Linked DNA regions of Mus musculus: region 2 is linked to region 1. Evidence: chromatin contacts called from public HiChIP or PLAC-seq data. All regions are on one chromosome and are shown on one strand. The core of a region is the stretch at or near the end of the contact, and the rest is flanking DNA. Distances in the headings are between cores, read along the strand shown.

Region 1 (6,467 bases), core at 2,495-4,994:
TCAGAGCTACAGTTTGATAGCTGGAGACAGCCAATAATGATCAAATCATAGTAGTAAAATATGTACTCCTTAAGCATTACATTTCTTTCAATTAATGTAATAATCCTGAAAAAAAAGAAAAAAAATGTAATAATCCTATGTGTTTGTAGGGTACAGCGCAATGTTTCGACGCATGCATACGATGTATACGATGTGTACTGACACAGTCAGGGTCATCAATGTCTCCATCCTTGTTGTTACTTTGTGTATGTGGCAGCACAATTCACAAGATGTGTAATCAATTTAGATGACCATTGGTGTGATGGATATGGAAAAATGACATATCAATTTCAGGATGTATGCAATGGAATATTATTCAGTTACTAAAATGATAGCCTATGATAGGCACTGAAACTGATGGAGCTGGAAGTTAATTAAGTTAACTAATTAGTTAATGTTATGTCTAGTTAGTCTAGCATGGGAAGGTAAGTGTCGCATGTCCTCTCTTACATGGGGATGCCAAAGAGTTCACAACACATACAGCCACATACACCAGTAATCGTTAAGAGGCTAAGGGCATTGGGGAACAACTAGTAGTCCAATCACAGTCAGGAAGAATAAAATCATTCTAAAACTCAACAGCACAATGGAGGAGATACAGGCTATACCACCTAAGCAATATTTTAGACATGACTTTAGAAAGACTCAAGTGCTCACAGCCATCCTTAGTCCTTTTGGGCTATCCTTTCGGAAGCAGGGTCTCATGTAGCCCAAGCTAGCCTTGTATCCCCTATGCAGTTGAGGGTGCCCTCAAATTTTGCATCTCACCTCCAATTCCCAGGATTATAGACATGCTGAGAGTCACTGTAATCCAAAAATTTCCCCAAGTTTAAATTCAATATTCGAAGGATTTATTATCTCATGGGAGATACAGGGCCTGTGGCACAGCTCTGCGATTCCTTGTCCTGACATCTAAATCCTTACCCGAAATGCTGTTTTAATAAATATTTCCTACACTGAGAATGTGCAGTAACTGGACATACAAAAATCCAGGTGGCAGGGATACTTCCCAGTCTCTCTGGCAGTCAATTGTGGACCGATAACCCGAGTCTCTCAACAGACACAGCATGGCAAAAATGTACCTTTTCTAGATTCAGGCCTAGAATTCAGGTTAGACATTAAGTAGGAAGTAAACAGCTTGCCTCATCAGAGACACACAAATTCCTAAAAATACACAAGTTGTGCCATGAACACTGTCAGCAGTTTGACTTCCCAGGCCACCCTCTGCCTCCAGCTGAGACACAGGCATAGCACACCCTAGCTCCTACCATGAAGATGGCTCTACCAGAGGCTGGGAGCTGGAGCAACGGGTGGGAGGAACTAGAATGCCTGCAAGCGGCACGCTACAGTGCATGCCAGCAAGATCCTCCCCATTGGGGCAGCAGGCAAAGCAGTCTTAGCTGCTTTGGGTCAGATTTTGAAGTCTCTGTTCAGCCGTCGTGGCTGGGAGCAGTACCTTACTACATGTGAGGCTGTCCCAGGTGTGTCCCATGGACTATCTCATGCGTGAGTTTTGGGCACAAGAGCTGCTATTGTTCCCTGCTTTGAAATAAAGACAGGGACATGATGGGCTGGATGTCTTATTGTCCCCTCAATAGTAGTGCAGTCTGGTACAATGATCAACTGCAGGCCTGCGTGGTGCAGAGCACAAACAGCCAGTGACTGCAGATGCTGTGTCCTCAGGGAAAGTTCCTTGTTACACAGAGTTTCTCTCTGACATTTTTCCTCTGTGGACTCTCTCATGGATCTGGGCCAGAAACATTAGCTTAGAATTAAGGGATTTATATTTGACTTGTTCACAAATACACTTAATGTACTGCTTACTTTTTATTACATTATAAGGCTATGTGTGTCCACTCCTGTGCACGTGCACGCACGCCTTGCTGCACGCACGCCTTGCTGCACGCACTGGTAAGCACCTTTACCTGCTAAGCCATTTCACCAGTTCCGTAATCTAACTATTACAGCAGATTTATGTAAAACTCAAAAACTCTGAAGGAAGCAGCTTCAGAAGGAAACGTTTTTTACTGTTCAGAAATTCTGTGGAGGTTGCTGAGTGGTGGTGGCGCACGCCTTTGATCCCAGCACTCAGGAGACAGAGGCAGGTAGATATCTGAGTTCGAGGCCAGCCTGGTGTACAGAGCGATTCCCAGGACAGCCAGAGCTACACAGAGAAACCCTGTCTCGAAAAACCACACACACACACAAAAACAATAGATAGTCAGACAGACAAGATTCTACTTCGTCTCATGGAAGGCCAAGCAGTTCACACCACAGTTCATTCCTATAAAACCTAGATTATTAAAAACGAACTCATTCTGCCATCTGTGTCGGCTACAAAGGGGCCATGAAGCGTGGTTAAATAACACAGGCTCTCCTGATAAAAGGCGGCTACACGCCATTACTCTCCCAAAGTCCTGAAAGCAGGAGGGGCCAGTGAGACATGAACATGTGGAAGATGAGAGAGTGAAGGAGGGGCTCCTGGAGGATAAGAGCCTTTTGCCTTTTTCTCTGTAAAAACATCATTCTGCTAGGGAATCCTTTCATCTTCTAGAAAGCTCTGATAATTAAGTGCCAAAATCCACCTAATTTATTCACTCAACAAACATGTACTGAGCACTGACTGTCTCCAGAGTGTTCTGCCAGGGGCTGGATGCACATTAGCAAAAGTCCATCTTGTTGTTATCCTAAGTCAAGCTTGAGAAAAATTCTACATTAATCTGCTTTTGTTCTTCAACAGCTCCAGTCACCAAAGCATAAGGAACCAGACCTCTGCTTTCCTCCGTTATCAGACAGGTGTCCCTCTGTCACAGGGGTCTGGAAGCCCCCTTGTATTTATGCTTCAAGCAGCACAGTGGACTCAGCGGAAACCCCAGCACCCCATCTCGGGGTCTCTCTCTCCTGCTGATCCTTTTAGAAGTTCCTGGTCGTCCACCTGTCTTTCCAATGCTGTGGCCAAGCTCACCAGGTTTTAATCAATATGAGCTGAGTGAAGGACGGGAGGTCTTTGACAGCAGGAGCAAGTCTCTCATTATCTATTAGTCTCCTCATTGTATGCGTGGTTATACAGACTAAGGAAAGAAGAGGCAGCTCACAGGGCCAATCATGTCTCTCCAAATCAAAACCCCCCTTCCCTTGACTGTGGCTGTGGACACACAAGACACCAGCTGTGGGCAAGGTCCTGTCCTTCCAAGTGGCCTGGGCAGCACTCTGTCACTCACAGGGAGCTCAGCTTTTATGATCCTCCTTATGCCGCTCTGCTCCCTGGCACACCCTGAAGTTGGGGAAATGAACCCAGCTGCAGAGTGGAGATACCGTCTATGCCCTCCTATGGATGTATCCCTCTTCTGCCCCAGTCATGAAGAAAGCAAAGAAAAAACACAGAACAATCTGTGGGATGCAGGAGATGAGGATACGCTTGAAATATGGCCTGTCGCCTTAAAAGCAGAAATTCACATGAAAGCTTTTAAAAAATCCTGTGTGTGTGTGTGTGTTTACCCACAGTGGCTACAGAAAGGCATTGGATCCCTAGGAGATAAAGTCCAATCAGTTGTAAGCTGCCTGATGTGGGTGCTGGGAACTGAACTCAGATCCTCTGGAAGAGTGGCAAGTGTTCATTTCTCTAGCTCCTCTAAACAACGTTTTATACTCTCTTCACCCTCACCAATAACTTCCTGCTTTGCTCCAAAAATCCATCTCTGAACAGTGCTTCTTCAAGCGTTACTTCAAATCAACCGTGCTTTCTGTTGGCTACCACTCTTCAGAAGCACAAAGTCCCAGCTATGGCAATGGCTCACAGTTTACTAAGCTGCAAAGTGTGGCACAAACTCTTGGTGACTCTTATAATTTCATTTCTCCATTTTCCCTAGCAAATGTCAGCAAGCGTCTGAAAAGGGCGAGACAGTAAATGTGGTGTGCTTTGAAGTCTATATGGTCTCAGGGAACTGAGCTCATTCACTGTGCTATATGAAAGGAGACACAGACCCTCCACAGGCCAAGGGCATGGCTATGTCTCAACATGATTTATTTGCAAGTACAGGTGACACGATTGGCACCACCGATCCCTCATCCCTACTCTACGCTAACAGAACACGTGTGTATCTCCCAGCCTCCCCTGCAGCCATGGACAAATGACTGTTGTGTATAATTGGGCATGAATGCAGACGGCCACACAAATCAAGACCGTCTCCCTTTTCTTGAGCTGAAATTAGAATTATCTGACTGCGAAGGTCAGGCCAGCTTTCAGAATGACAAGAGAAACAAGCTGGAAGGAATCACCTGGGCTGGAGGAAGGAGCAGGAGGGACAGAGAGACGTAGGGAAGGATGGAGAGAGGGAGGGGGAGAGCAAATAAACCAAAGTGGGTTTGTTGTTTAGTTCAATGGGCTTTGGAGATCTTTCATAAAGACTTGCATTTCCGTGCGTAGTTCTGGGCAGGAGACTGTAATTGACTCAGAAAGGAAAAGTAACTTTATTTAACGAACCCCAGTGATCCAAGCACAGTTCCACACCGTGGAATCTCGTGACTCGCCATGATTTATTAATAGCAAAGTCTCTAATATCTCGGAGAGGCCAAGTCAGTGCTATGCTTTAACACGCAACCTCCCTCTTACCTTTAAAATAAGTGTTACTATTGTCACTTTTAGAAACGAAGTTTGGGAGCAGTTGTACAGATGTCTTTGGGGACATAGAATTCTTAACCACATTCTTTCTCCCAAATCAACTCCCTTGGTGGAAAAAACAAACCACAGCAACATGCAGTCAACTGTAGGCCGATGCTTAAGAGATGGCTTTGTGACTCTGGGTTTCAACTTTCAAACTGAAAAGCACCTCTAAGATTCACTGGCAGATGGCTCTGGTTTAATTATGACTCTCCTTTAAGAGCCAACTAAACCAATAACACAAGATTAAATGCCTTACCCAGATTCCTTTGAAAAACTATGAGAATGCCAAGTGGATTTCATCAGAGAGCCCAAGGACTGCCAACCCCCAGTCCTGGCCTCGTGGCCGGTGTCCTTACCTCTTCCTCGCTTGCCCAGTGGACCTTAACAATCTACACGCTTACTCCCCGCACCAGGTGCAGCAGTGGCAAAATCTACTTGAAGAAGTGATTTTCCTGCCCTGTCTGTCTGGTGTGGCATCCATCCCTGCTGGAGGTTTGGCACCCTTGATGGGGGCCATCTGGCTCCGTTTCCTTCACTGCCACAGCCTTTCTTGTCCTATGCGGCCTGGGAGATCAAGGACAATCAGGTACACCCTCAATCTATATCACAAGTAGATAAACTCAAGTTAGTTGCAAAAATAGTTGACCTCACTTCAAATAAAAAGAGAAGACTGTTTCAGAGGTTGGTTTGGTTTTTTTTTTTAAGTGGGGATAAAAGTTGATTATTTGAAAATTGTACTGATTCAATAGCTATGAATAATAGCCAATTAAAATAATTATTCTAATTAATTGTTGCCAATCAAAAGACTTCTATTATATATGTTCATACGTTTTATATATTGTCACTTTTACAAAGGGTAAATCTTTTGTATATAAACATAAAGTTTGCATAGTCTCAAACTTTGAAACTAATTACTTTTAAAGTTAGAACAGAACCACGAGGTGAGCGTGGGTTTCCAGGTGAGGAATCCCAGCATCTTAGGCTTTCTATGGCTGTGCTCAAACACCTCAACCAAAAGCAGCCTGGAAAGGAAAGGGTTTACTTCGCTTACACTACTACATCATAGCTCATTGTTGAAGGAAGAGATAGGACAGGAACTCAAACAGGGCAGGAACCTGGAGGTAGGAAAGTATGTGGAGACCATGAGGGACTGCTGTTCACTGCTGCTTCTCACTCATGGCTTGCTCAGTCTGCTTTCTTTTACAGCACACAGGACCATCAGCCCAGGCTGTGACCATCCACAGTGAGCTGGACCCTCCCACATCAATGGCCAATGTAGTGAGGACATTTACTCAACTGAGGCTCCCTCTTCCACACTGACTATAGCTTGTGTCAAGGAGACAAAGACAGCCGCATACCCATTTCTTAGGGAAGCATGGGGAGGGAGATCAGGAGTCCAAGGGCAGCCTGTATTCCATGAGACAACGCCTTAATTTTTTTATTTAAAAGGCACAGGGGTGTTTGGGAGATGGTACAGTCAGTAAAATGTTTACCATACAAGTATGAAGATCTGAGTTTAATTCCCAGCACCAAGTAATAGCAGTAATCCTACCTCTGAGGAGGCACAGGCAGGACCTGGGATCCTTGCCCAATCAGTTTAACGAAATCTGTGAGTTCAATGAGAGAGTCTCTCAGAGAGTAAGACGGGGAGCAACGAGGAAGGTACCCATGTCAGCCTCTGACATATAAATGCACGCACATGGGCACACAAACAAACAGAAATGGTCTTTAAAAAGGAAGAGAAGGCGACGTTTTCAAACCCTGC
Region 2 (6,467 bases), core at 2,658-5,157, 150 kb after region 1:
GCCAGGGGTGTAGTCCAGTGGCAGAATGCCACAGTGCCTGAAGTGCGGTACAGGTTACTGGAGGTGAAAATTCCTCATTAGCTTTACGCAGTTGTGGACTCTGCAAACAACACTGATCTCCCGGGTGAAGCATGCGTGCATGCGTGCGTGCATGCGTGCGTGCGCGTACTGACGCAGCTGAGGTGCGGCTGTTTGTTGGTTAACGCCCCACCCCACCCCACGGACGTGCAAGTAAGTGTATGGAGTGTATATGTGGAGTGTGAGACAGGGATGGGATGTCTGTCTATAAGAGTGACTGCATTTTAGACGGCCAGGGGTGTAGTCCAGTGGCAGAATGCTTGCCTAGTACATGGGAGGCTCTGGGTCCCATCTCCAGAACCAACAACCGTCACAACAGGATCAATGAAAACACCAAAACTTCTCTTAAAGGCAAGTGAGAGGGCAAAAGAGAGTTAAGAGTAAGGCTGACATATGTGTGGGTATGTGTATGTCACTCCTTGCTTATAAGCTGTTTAAAGTTGTGACTAATGTGAGTCATGAGAACTATTATTACCAAACTTATCAAAGATGATCATGTTATCATCACCATCATCACGATCACTTTGGTGTTCATTTTAGCTATAAGTGAAAAAAGTAATATACTGTTGTCTAGCTACTGGCTAGTTGTAGAATTGCTTCTGCCAGGACTAAAAGTCCAAAGGATAAACATTATCCAGGCAAAGAAATTATTTAGCAATATTCAGTGGAGATTCTCTTTATAAGAACAACATGCTTATTCACTTTTCAAAATCACCCCTGCAGGTGTTAACTGATGCTGAGTCACCTGGACAACAGATATAGGGATTGTTAATGCTGTCATTGTGACTCAGTAGTTGATCTGGGAAAATAACCGACCGGATCATAGTTGATCTACTATCTTGTCAGTAATACTTAATACATGCTTAGCTTGTTGTATACTTGTAAATGCCTAACTATAGTGGTTTAATATTACATGCCAATGGAAGCAGAATAAATTACTGTTCCAGACAACTGCTGACCTAATTATTGAAAGCCAGCTACCTCAATGAAGACTAAGGAGAATATTCCAGACAATGCCCAAAGAAAGAATCTAAGTTTAGCTTAGAATGTTTTCTTCTGATTTTGCTGGGGCTTAAGGGAAGATGGTCCAAGCTGGGAGACAAGCTTTAAAATTTTATTAGACGCGCGCGCGCACGCGCGCGTGTGTGTGTGTGTGTGTGTGTGTGTGTGTGTGTAGCCATGTCATTTGGGTGTCATGGTCTGAGGACAACTTTCAAGAGTTAGTTCTTCTCTCCTACCATGTAGGTCCCAACGATTGGACTTGGGCTGTTACACTTTGTGGAAAATGCCTTTATTTATTGAGTCATTTCATTGGCTGGAAAGGCAAGTTGTTGTTGTTGTTGTTATTATTGTGCTTAGCTATACCAAGGAAAGCAACACACCTTTGTCTACTAGCTGATCTGCTTATGAAATTGCTTCTGCTGTTGGAGAATCTAAGAGGGCAGAAAACATCCAGGGAAAGAAACTGTCCAGCACAGACCTATGGAGGCATATCATCAATTTCAGTGACAAGTTGGTTTTCCATGTTGTAAGTCTAGATCTCAGCATTTTCCCCATTAACTCTGGATCGCGGCTTGAGAACAGACTGCTCCTGGCATTACCAAGTTAAGGTCAAGCTTGTCTTTCACACCTGAAAATGGATTTCTGTGGAAATAGAAGTTGTCAAAAACACGAGTATGATTTGTAAATGTGTCCTGGCTTAGCCAAGCACACACTGTGCTAGAGAGATGAAATGACTTCAGAGCTCTGCCCTGGAATGTTCTGTTGTTTTGATATTGAGACCATCTAAACCACAAGGCAACATCCTGAAAAATGCTCACCTCTGTTCTTGTTCATCTCAATAAACTAGGGTCCTTGGAAGGGAGTGGAGGAAAGAGGATGACCCAAAATTAAGAAATAAAAATAAACTTCCAAGGAAGACATGGTGTTCTTTTGGGGTCAAGCACATTTTGTTAGTTATTTCCTTTATTATAGCCATGGAAAGATTGAAAATAAGCTGCCAATAGCAGCAGCATTAAAAAGTAAGTTTATTGGTCTGCTGTGTTAGCCATGGCAAAGCTATCAATATTGTTTCTCTGTTGGAACTCATATATGGTCTAGTCTCTGAACTGAACTGGACATTTCCTTGGAAGACAGGTGCCTAGGATACTTTCCTTAAGCATTTTCACCTATTTCATAATTACAGAATTTAAATTACTTAAGTGCTTCATTTATTAAATATTAACTATTTAAATATGTATTTAAATAAATTAAATAGGTAATTTAAATTATTTAAATGCCCTGACGGTGGACAAGATGGTAAAGGAAGTACAAAATGACAAAAGGTGATTAATTTGTCACCACCATGTAGAGTTGAGTTCTTTAAGGTGGGTAGCCACGAGCCTCATGAGACCACATCCTCTTAAATTGTGGCTAGTGTACCCAAGGGACTGACACGTTATTTAACTTACATTTAAGTGGATACTCAGCATAGAGATTGCAAACAACTCTTCACTGGGCACTGACCTTTCTCCTTTTTCACTCTCTCTCCTTCCCTCCTCACAAGAGCTTGCCATGTAGCCCAGGCTGGTCTTGTACTCATGATTCTCTGGACTCAGCCTCCAAGTCCTTAAATTCTTCCTTCCCTCTATTTTTTTTTAAAAGATTTATTTTATGTATATGAGTACACTGTAGCTGTCTTCAGATACACCAGAAGAGGGCATCAGATCCCATTACAGATGGTTGTGAGCCACTATGTGGTTGCTAGGAATTGAAATCAGGACCTCTGGAAGAGCAGTCAGTGCTCTTAACTGTGGAGCCATCTCTCTAGCCCCTTTTCCTCTAGTCTTACACCTTAGGAGGCTTGACTCAAAAGAACTGTCAACTGTAAACTCTTTCGAGTTTATATTAATAAACTAAGCACCAATAGGAACAACCCAGCAAATGAAGAAACATATAAAATACAACTACCACACAACACACCCCAGAGACTGTCTCTGACCACTTCTTCCTCAAGGGTAACACCTTACTCTCCATATCAGATTAACTTTTTTTTTTTTTTTTTTTTTAACTATAAGGAATGGGTTGTGGCTTGCTAGCTCCTGGTTTGGTTTGTGTTCCTATTTCTGTGTGGTGTGGGCCTGGCATACAACAGATGTAGGACGACACCCCAAAGGCTGCACATGGACAGTGGATTTGGACTTTCTAAAGCTCTCCTTACCTGGACAGTCTTTAAACCAAGTGCATGGCCACAAATGAATTTCTGGCTCTCTGTGCAGGTGTAAGTTACTACCTGGTAGCATTTCCCATCATCCTGAAGACCTTTGCTTCTTCACACAGAACAAATATCAGAGGAAAGCTGTTTTTTTTGTCCAATGTTATCTATGGCTTGGGTGTAAGGTGCCCATGTGTTTGCGACTTGATCCCTAGGTGGTGGTACTCTGGGCGAGCTGTGGAGCCTTTACAAGGCGTAGGAGGAGGAAATGGGCCTGAGTAAAGACAAGCTTAAAATCTATAGGCTGGCGCCACTTGCTTTTCTGTCTCTGCTTCCCAGACCTCAGAGCTGAGCAGTCTCAAGCTTCTGCCACCAGAGCCCAGAGCCATCTGCACACAGGCCTCCCCTTCACCATGGCCCACACTGTCAAGCTAAGTCAGAGCAAGTCCTTCCTTGTTCAGGGTGCTTGTTCTGTGTTTGCCATCAATAAAAACAGTAACTAATACTTCTATTTCCCTGGCTACATTCACTTGGAGTTTTTCTTTCCAGGTTTTACAGATGTCCTATAACCACCTTCAAGCTTGAGTGCTCTCTGACATCGCCCATTCTTTGAGTCAGAGGTTTTCTGTAAAGTACTCTGATAACTATGCTACTGACAGTTTGCCACAAGCACTCAAGGATGCCATAGTAGCATAAAAACTGAGTATGTAAGTCAGCAGGGACTAGTGTTTCAGTTTAGCTTCATGCAAAGGTGGCCTGGGGGCAGGAGAGTCTGCTGAACTTGGTTTTCTGTATGTTCTCCTCTAGCTGTGTTTAGGGTTTTCTCCATCACTGCTTCTAAGTAACAAGATAGCGGTGGCCTTGGTGTGAGCTTAGTCTCAGGCCTCAGTTAATCCTTGGATCTTCCATTTCTCTCCACATGATTTCCTTTACATTTAAGTTTTTAGTTTGCAGCTTCCCTCTTTTCCATTCATTTTTTGGATCTAATCGGTTTTCACTTGTGAGTGGAAACATGTCTTCCTGACTTTGAATGATAATTTTGATCACTATGAATTTACTTTCCTCAATGTTTATTGGATTTTGTTCTATTAGCCACACAATAAATGAAGTAGAATCAGACTCTTTCAAAGTTTCCCTTCTACTGCTAAGCCTTCTCTTCCTTGACCAGGAACTAGTCATGGAAAGCAGGGAGAAGAGTAGAGGGCAGCAGGACCAGGCCCACTAGAAATGCTCCATGGGGCTTACCTCCAGCCTTTACTAATGTGTGCTCTGGGAAAGTCTATTTCCTTCTGTCACTGCTCCTCCAGTTTTGATTATCAACTAATTTTTAAGATGTGGAAAAATACTCATTCTGATGTTTATGGGCAGACACCCACTATGCAGCACACAGACAACACTTAGCATTGTACTAATTTCCTAGGGAAAAGCCCTAGGAAGAAGGATTAATACCCCCACCTTGGCCCCAAGCAGCTCTCAAGCAGCTTTCTTATTAAAACTGCATCCTCAAATGCAGATGCCCAGTGCTACATTAGTCTGGATTGAGGGAGGCCTGAACCTGGAGTACTTAAAAAAAAAAAAAACTTCCCAACTGATTTGTGGTTTTTTTGAGACAGGGACTCTCTTCATAGCCCTGGCTGTCCTGGAACTCCCAATGTAGACCACACTGGCCTTGACCTCAGAGATCCATCTGCCTTTGCCTCCTGAGGGCTGGGATTAAAGGTATGGGACTGTATACCCAGCTTCCAAGTGATTTTAACATTAGTGGAATGTGAAAACAACAAATGAAAGCCTATGTTTTCATACCCCAAATCAATGCAGAAGGGTGTGTTGCTGTGTAGTACACAAGGCAAAATATATCAAGAGGAAAAACAACTGCAGGCCATAACAGACATTGAGAGAGCTGGCAATACACTTGGCTGACTTCTTAGATTCTATTTTTAATGTTAAAGCCACACTGGTTATGTAACATCGGGGCTAAAGGTTTTACATAACTTCTGAATGCCTGAAACTTAGATTGTTGATTTTATAGAAATGTCAGTTCTCTTGTCTTTGAAAATTACTTCTGTAGGAATTTCTTCTTTGCCTGGGAAAGTTGCAGTTTAATAAGCATTTTTTTTAAAGCACCGTTTACTTTGAATCCTTTTGTAAAAAGAAATCCTCTATTCATTTTGAGGTCCATTCATTTCTAACAAAGGACTTGGTAAAATAATTAACTTTCATTTAGAGTGTTTTCTAATCCTGACTTATGACGTCCCTCAAGCTTTAGTAACTTCACACTTCTTGGGTGTTTTAAAACATAAATAACCTCACCTTTTGCACCTCAGGAATAGTTTCAGAAATCCAAACTCAACAGAAACACTGTTGATAGCAGTGAAATATATAAAGCAGATTAAGACCTGATTTTATTTGTCCCAGGCTGATTCTGAACTTCTATGTTGGTGACGATGACCTGAACTTCTTCCTGATCCTCTTGCTCCTACCTCCCAAGCACTGAGATTAAAGATGTGGACCATTAAAGACTGGTTTAAAGATGGGTGCTGGGAATAAAACCCAGGGATTTGTGCCTGCTAGACAAAGCACTCTGCAAGCTGAACTACAGACCTCAGGCCCTACAGAATAGCATTTTTGAGAAAAGACGCTACATACAAATCTTATTGCCTTTGAAACACTTCCTTAAAAGTGCTCTAGAGTATATAGACTATACTATGTAACGTATACATCTTAAAAGTGCGCTAGAATATACAGACTATACTATGTAATGTATACATCTTAAAAGTGCTCTAGAGTATATAGACAATACTATGTAACGTATACATCTTGAACAAAAGAAGTAGCGAAGTGGTGACTTCAGGTAACTGGACAAGTTGTACCATTTTTTTTTTTTTTAAAATGGTGCTGGGCACAGAAAGAGCATCCAATCCTCATGTATAGCAGGACAGCACTTAAGGGCTAGTATGTGAAAAGAAAATATTTCTGTAGATAACACCATCATAAAATGTGGGAAGCCACATGTACCGTTGCTGAGTGGCACTGACTACTGCTGGCCACCATGCATAAGATTGGACAAACAACCTATGTGTACATATGCAGTAAAGTTTTTTGCAAAGACACTGCCTGGCCCAGGCATGATAATGAGGTTCTGTAAGGTATTGAGAGTATAACCAATCAGATGTGAGACATGCAAATGATGCATGAT

Evidence for each region. HiChIP or PLAC-seq counts read pairs in DNA pulled down with a chosen protein or histone mark.
Region 2: an H3K27ac HiChIP or PLAC-seq map of embryonic stem cells shows a contact between it and region 1, with 5 read pairs. The contact joins two enhancer-like sites. A contact is called at or near these places in 6 of 484 Hi-C or Micro-C datasets (cerebral cortex, cortical neurons, granulocyte-monocyte progenitors and 3 more), 2 of 115 datasets of contacts at active chromatin or transcription factors (embryonic stem cells and large pre-B cells) and 2 of 9 other capture datasets (adipose tissue and embryonic stem cells).

Annotation. Positions count from the first base shown.
Region 1 is chr8:80,822,132-80,828,598 of GRCm38.p6, forward strand. All of the region lies in intron 1 of Gab1 (growth factor receptor bound protein 2-associated protein 1), which reads right to left. Gm51580 (a long non-coding RNA gene) reads left to right here. Exons shown (of 3, transcript XR_003947572.1): 3 at 1-278. Among named protein-coding and RNA genes, the nearest start is that of Gm51580, 11 kb to the left of the region's middle. Within about 2 kb of position 3,745, at least 8 of the 459 cell types and tissues checked have an H3K27ac peak or open chromatin away from gene starts, as enhancers often do.
Region 2 is chr8:80,972,269-80,978,735 of GRCm38.p6, forward strand. The region is part of intron 2 of Gm31223 (predicted gene, 31223); the gene reads left to right. Among named protein-coding and RNA genes, the nearest start is that of Gm31223, 27 kb to the left of the region's middle. Within about 2 kb of position 3,908, at least 18 of the 459 cell types and tissues checked have an H3K27ac peak or open chromatin away from gene starts, as enhancers often do.